Linked DNA regions of Mus musculus: region 2 is linked to region 1. The links are chromatin contacts, called in public HiChIP or PLAC-seq maps. All regions are on one chromosome and are shown on one strand. The core of a region is the stretch at or near the end of the contact, and the rest is flanking DNA. Distances in the headings are between cores, read along the strand shown. Region 1 has its middle 16 kb from the start of Snora31. Region 2 overlaps Tsc22d1 (TSC22 domain family, member 1).

Evidence for each region. HiChIP or PLAC-seq counts read pairs in DNA pulled down with a chosen protein or histone mark.
Region 2: a contact with region 1 is called in an H3K27ac HiChIP or PLAC-seq map of embryonic stem cells, with 9 times the contacts expected there. The contact joins two enhancer-like sites. A contact is called at or near these places in 1 of 484 Hi-C or Micro-C datasets (the AML12 cell line), 9 of 115 datasets of contacts at active chromatin or transcription factors (astrocytes, embryonic stem cells, microglia and 1 more) and 1 of 9 other capture datasets (embryonic stem cells).

The regions. Positions count from the first base shown.
Region 1 is chr14:75,862,653-75,865,652 of GRCm38.p6, forward strand. No RefSeq gene overlaps it. Among named protein-coding and RNA genes, the nearest start is that of Snora31, 16 kb to the left of the region's middle. Within about 2 kb of position 1,504, at least 225 of the 459 cell types and tissues checked have an H3K27ac peak or open chromatin away from gene starts, as enhancers often do. A contact at or near this core is called in embryonic stem cells, where this site is marked.
Region 2 is chr14:76,493,636-76,496,746 of GRCm38.p6, forward strand. The region is part of intron 1 of Tsc22d1 (TSC22 domain family, member 1); the gene reads left to right. Among named protein-coding and RNA genes, the nearest start is that of 4930444M15Rik, 26 kb to the right of the region's middle. Within about 2 kb of position 1,601, at least 25 of the 459 cell types and tissues checked have an H3K27ac peak or open chromatin away from gene starts, as enhancers often do. A contact at or near this core is called in embryonic stem cells, where this site is marked.

The DNA of each region.
Region 1 (3,000 bases), core at 254-2,753:
CCTGCAGTTGTGATAAAATACTCAGACAAAAGCAGCCCGAGGGAGAAAGGCTTACTCTGGCTCATAGTTAAAGGTACAGCCCATCGTGGCAGGGAGGTAAAGACAACAGGAGCTTGGAGCAGCTGCTTACATTACAGCAAATTGACATCAATTCAATCAGGAAGCCGAGAACAACGAAATCCTGCTGATGCCCAGCCGACTTTCTCCAGCATACATTCCAGAATCTCAGCCAGGGGAATGGTGACACCCACAGTGGGCAGGTCTTCCAACTCGGTTAATGTAATCAAGACACCTCCTCCACTGGCATGCCTAGATAATCTGCCTCCCAAGTGATTTTCGGTCCTGTCAAACTAACAATTAACACCAACTGTCACATGGGCCTCACTAACCCATGAGGATCTCCACCACAGCTCCTCCCAGTATGGAGCTGAGATCCTCTGAAACCAGAACCAAAAGGAAATTTGCCCTTCTGTTGTTTCTGTTGCTGAGCATGGTGGTGTACACCTTTAGACCTAGCACCGTGGAAGTATCAGCAGGGGGATCTCTGGTCTACTAAATGAACTCCAAGTCATCCAGACCCTCTCCAAAAAAAAAAAAAAAAAAAAAAAAAAAAGCCTTGGAGAGACAGCGGTTAAGAGCACAGGGCGCTGTTTTCCAGAGGATCCAGGTTCAATTCCCAGCCCCCACATGGCAGCTCATAACTGTCTATAACACTAATTTTGGGGATCTGGATCTGACATCTTCACAGAGAAATGCACACAGGCAAAAAATTAAAAAATTAAAAAAAAATCAGTGCACATATAAACACATAACTCTTTAAAAACAAATTTAAAACAGTCATTTTTATTCTATGCTTTGGTCACAGAAATAACTATGACACAGAGTAATAGCACACACTCTCTCAATCAGACTATTTAGTAGTTTTTGAAGAGACAAAGTCTGATAACATCTCCTAGGCTGGCCCTAACGCCAGGGCTCCAGCTGTTCCAACCTCAGCCTTTATGGTAGCTGGGACCACCCATGTCAGTTATGACCCCTGGGTGGGAATGCTCAGAATTCTAAAAGCCCCTGAGGTCTGCTGCAGTGGGGATTAAAGACATCTCTGTACTGGCAGGAGACGGGACAGAAATAAATTGTTAAATAGCTGCATGGAAAGCAGCCAACACCCTAGGCTTCTGCTTCCTCCCTCCTGCTGCAAACAATGGGAACATTAGAGAAAGCAAAGTCTGGAGACCAGTGACCCCTGACTGACCCCGCACAGGCTGAGCACAGCCTGTGACTCACATCCTCCTGACCAAGGAGCCTTGGATGCCTGTCATGTTAGGTGTGGCTTGACTGCATTTTACACATGTTGTGTTAAATGAAGCAGTATTAATTATTCTATTTTTTATTTTTTTGGTGTTTTGAGACAAGGTCTTGTCATGAGGTCCATGCTAGCCTCAGATTCACTTTGTATCCAAGGGTAACCATGAATCATTTTGCTTCAGTCTCTGGCACGTGCCACACACCCGGCTTGAGGCAATACTATGTATCTTCTGGTAACCTGAGCATGCATTTGCTTTTGGAGGTATTGAGGTTTCTACTCGCACTTCTCTCTCCTCCTTTCTGCGACTGCAGTGTAGGTGTGGTCTGTCCTGTGCCCACACTGATGCTGCTGGACTTGGGGCCCACTTGGGAACTCAAGATGCAGTGTGCCCTGCTCACCTTGCACACCAGACAGTTAGCATCAAATCTGTGCTATAGGGCTGGAGAGGTGGCTCAGCGGTTAAGAGCATCGACTGCTTTTCCCCAGGTCCTGAGTTCAAATCCCAGCAACCACATGGTGGCTCACAACCATCAGTGATGCGATCAGATGCCCTCTTCTGGTGTGCCTGAAGAGAGAGCGACAGTGTACTTACTTTTTTGTTTGTTTGTTTGTTTGTTTTTGAGACAGGGTTTCTCTGTGTAGCCCTGGCTGTCCTGGAACTCATTTTGTAGACCAGGCTGGCCTCGAACTCAGAGTACTTACTTATTATATTAGATAAATAAATCTTTGTTAAAAAAAAAACTATGCTATAGATATTTCCCTTTAAATTTTTTTTGAAATTCCATTTTAGATTCAATAAAATCAAAGGATATTATATTACTTTGATGGAGGTTTCTTTAAAGATTCATTTGTGTGTGTGTGTGTGTGTGTGTGTGTGTGTGTGTGTGCTGAGTGTATGGCATGTCCCAGAAGCCAGAAGAGGGTGGATCCCCTGAAGCTGGAGTGGCAGGCATTAGTGAAGCACAGCAAGTGGGTGATGGGAACGGAATTCTGCTTCTTTGCAAGAGCAACCAATGCACATGACCTCTGACCTTCAACCCCTTTACAGTTTCCATTATGTTAATGTATTTATTTATTCTTTTATTCGTTGACTGTGCACATGGTGTGGCATATGTGTGCAGAGGTCCGAGGACAACTTATAAGGTGATGATGCTACAGGTGCTAGGGATTGAACGTCGACATTAGGCTTAGTAGCAAGCGCCATCACCTTCTGAGACGTCTCACTAGCCCAAGAGCTTTATAAACCATGTTTTTGATTGTTGTTGTTTTGTTTTATTGTAGCTGTCTTCAGACACCTTTTCTTCTTTCTCCAGCCCTGCTCGCTCCAGCCCAAAGATTTATTTATTTATTATATGTAAGTACACTGTGGCTGTCTTCAGACACCCCAGAAGAGGGCATCAGATCTCATTATGGATGGTTGCGAGCCATGTGGTTGCTGGGGTTTGAACTCAGGACGTTCAGAAGAGCAGTCAGTGCTCTTAACTGCTGAGCCATCTCTCCAGCCCTGTAAACCCTGGTTTGTAAGAAGTCATAATTTTTAGATTTTGGAAGAAGACAGGAGGACCTCATGCAATGCAGTGGTGAGGTTTCAGGTTTCTGATGAAAGCCCTACTACTGCTCAGAGCAGGGAGAGATGTTCAGTTAAGAGCACTCAGTGCTAGCAGGAGGCCTGACTGAGTCCCCAGAACTCGCAT
Region 2 (3,111 bases), core at 351-2,850, 630 kb after region 1:
CATCCCTCTCCTCTACGAGAAGGTCGTCCTGGGAATATGCAGCTCAAGGAGCAAGAGAAGCAGTGGTTCCATGCATTGGTTGCTGCGGATTTTCATGCTGCTGCTTCATTTGCCATGGCTTTGTCATGGGCTCCCTGAGTGTCTGAGGTGTCCGTCCTTAGCTCTTCTGTGTGAAAGCTCTTCTGTGGTGGACTCACTCCATTCCAGGACCGCCCCAAACTCGCTTCTCAAGGAGTTCTTTCCTGAAGATTAACTCCATATTAACTCTGACCTCACTCCTCGGCTCCAGGCTTTGTCCCCTCCGTGCTTACACTGTGTGTGTCTCTCTCTCATGCACACGCACACACACCCATACACATACACCCATACACACCTATACACACACACACACATATATATACATACATATATATATATACACACACATGCACGCACACACATACACACACATATGCACATACACAGACACGCATGCACACATGTACACACATGCACACACATATATATGTACACACACACTTGTATCAGGCTTACTTTTCAGTGTGAGGCCTGTCAGCACAGGATCCTGCCTGTTTTGTTCCTATTGAGTTGTGAGGAGTCTCGCCCCTCTTCCCCACAGAGGAGAACCATCAGGAGCCTGGACCCCGAGCTGGGCTTGACTCTAGTGCTTCCTTGTCTTCTCAGCAGGTTGTGCCAGCTAGCCCTCAGGAGGCGAGAACAGAGGCCAGAGGCTCACTGTGCTCTCTGTAGCCACTGGTTGTGACAGTGTGTGTCTGACCAGGCTGACCGGCTACTCTTTAGTGGGCTCGCACAGGACACATTTGGTGGCTTCCTGAGGAACATTTGGGCCACTTGGCATTGTTATTTGAGTTGTCCCTTTCTTCCTTGTCGTCCTCTGTGAGGTCATCTCTGTCACTTTGGTCATTCAAGAGACTACTGTTGTATGCTAGGATCTAGAAAACATAGCTTACACCACGCCACCTTCTGTTGTGTCCACCAGACCCATAGAAAGCTCACGTCTCTGCCTAATGGCCGCCCTTGATGACCTGTGCCCCCGCTCCACTTCTCTTTCCCATGCACAGCCCTGAGGTGGTTACAGCCAGTCCTATGGATAGTTTTGCCATCTCTCAACTATAAACATTTCTCTTAGGCCCACTCTCTCCTGAGTTCCAGACCATATTTCCCCCTGGCTGCTGGGTCCAACCAGTCACCATCCTTTTTCCCCAAACCAACTATCTCTCTCACCAGCCAGCCGTAGAATCTGATTGGTTAATGACCGTCACCTTCCGCACATTCCTACCTGGAAAGCTGAGAATCACCTACCTGCTGAACTTGCCTCTGGTCATCACCTCTCTCTCCCTCCCGCGTGGTCTCCCTCTGCCATTCCTACAGGAATCTTGTACATTGGCAGTGACCTTCCTAAATAAAACACACACCCCATTTGACCCCCAGCTACCAGGAATCCCAGTCTCCCTGGAGCCTGCCCGGCCCCAGCCTGTTTTAACCTGTTCCCCATTGCTACTTCTCTGCAACCCCTCCACAAGCTCCACCTCCGACTGCCGCCAGTCAGTTCCAGATTGACATCAAGCCCTGGTGTAGCTGCCTCGTGACCCAGGCATTTGTCTGGTCATTTCCTTCTCTCAGGTGTTCCCCACCCCCATCCCCCCTTGTACCATGTAAATGCCTTGTTTTTCAAGGCCCAGAGGGCATCTTGAGCTCTCAGACCCACCCCCTCCACTTCTTTCTCTGAACGTCATCCTGTGTGTGTATATCCTGTTACATCAGATAGCATACCCTCCTCCTCTGTCTTCCCCTTCACCTGTCCCCAGTCCCTCTGACTCATTTGTCTTTGTAACTTTAGTTCCTGGCCTTTCACAGTTTTTGTTGAATAAGGATGGATAAATGAATGGGAGAGGAGTGCCCAAAGAGAATTTCGAAAATTTTAGCTTGTATCCTTCTGGCCAAAATGTATTATATTAGTCCTTTAAAAAATGTTATCAGTTTTTATTTTTAAAATGTGTGTGTGTGTGTAAGAGAGAGAGAGAGAGAGAGAGAGAGGGAGAGAGAGAGAGAGAGAGACAGAGACAGAGAGAGGAAAGGTACATGTGTGAAAGTCAGAAAGAGACCCACATCTCCCTCTTCATTGGCCTGGGCCCACTCCATTGTTACTTCTCTTTGCCCTCTTGCCCCCTTTCCCTTACTGAGTTGTAACTAGTGAGAATATAACAAGGTTAGCATCACACATAGACGTTGTGTGAGGAGATTAGAGATTAGAGGGTACTGCCTGCTGTGAGCCAGGATCCACAGGAGTACTTGGGTACCACTTGCCACCAGACACACTGCTAATGCCACACAGCCTGCCTTATTTACAAAGTATCGTTCCCTTCCCGCCTCTTGAACTCCCCTGGCCTTTCTCACAGCTCCTGGGGGCTCTCGGAAGGAGGCCCAGGAGGTCACCATTGAACACCTTTCACGGCCATCTCTGCACTGTAATGTGCCAGCCTGGAGCTGCAGTGAGCCTGACTGAGGAGCTAGCTGCCTCGGACATCCCTGGTCAGTCTGCTCTGCATCCTAGCAGAGGGCTGGGAGGGTTGGTCTCCACTGCAGACCAGACCTACACACCCTGCTGCACCAGACTGTAGGCTCTGTGCCACTTTTGGGCAATATACTGATAAGCTGTTTCTGTGCCCATCCTCCAGTTGTGTAGGTAAATTCCGGACACGTATCTTAAGGCGTATCAAAACAAAATTGTCCACAAAGCTTGTTTCCTCTTTAAAATTCTGACTAATTCGTAGTGAAGAGGAAGCCCCCCCACCCCCCCGGGCAGAGCTCCACCACCAGTGTCCAGAGAGGCCATCATAGGGAGTGAGTCAGAGCAGAAGAGCTCACACTGCAGTGAGCTCTCTCACCTGAGTCCGAGCTGTACTAGGCGCTCAGTGGCTGTGGACCACCCTCCAGCTTATCTTTACCTTTGTAAAGAGAACTCTTTCGTTAGTTAAGTTTGTCTACTTTAAGGTCACCGAGACTGACTGATTCTGTGTACATAGAAGAAATGGGCCGATCTGGTCCTCCTGCCTCGTCTCTACTGCTACCTCAGGAATTTCTCGTGAA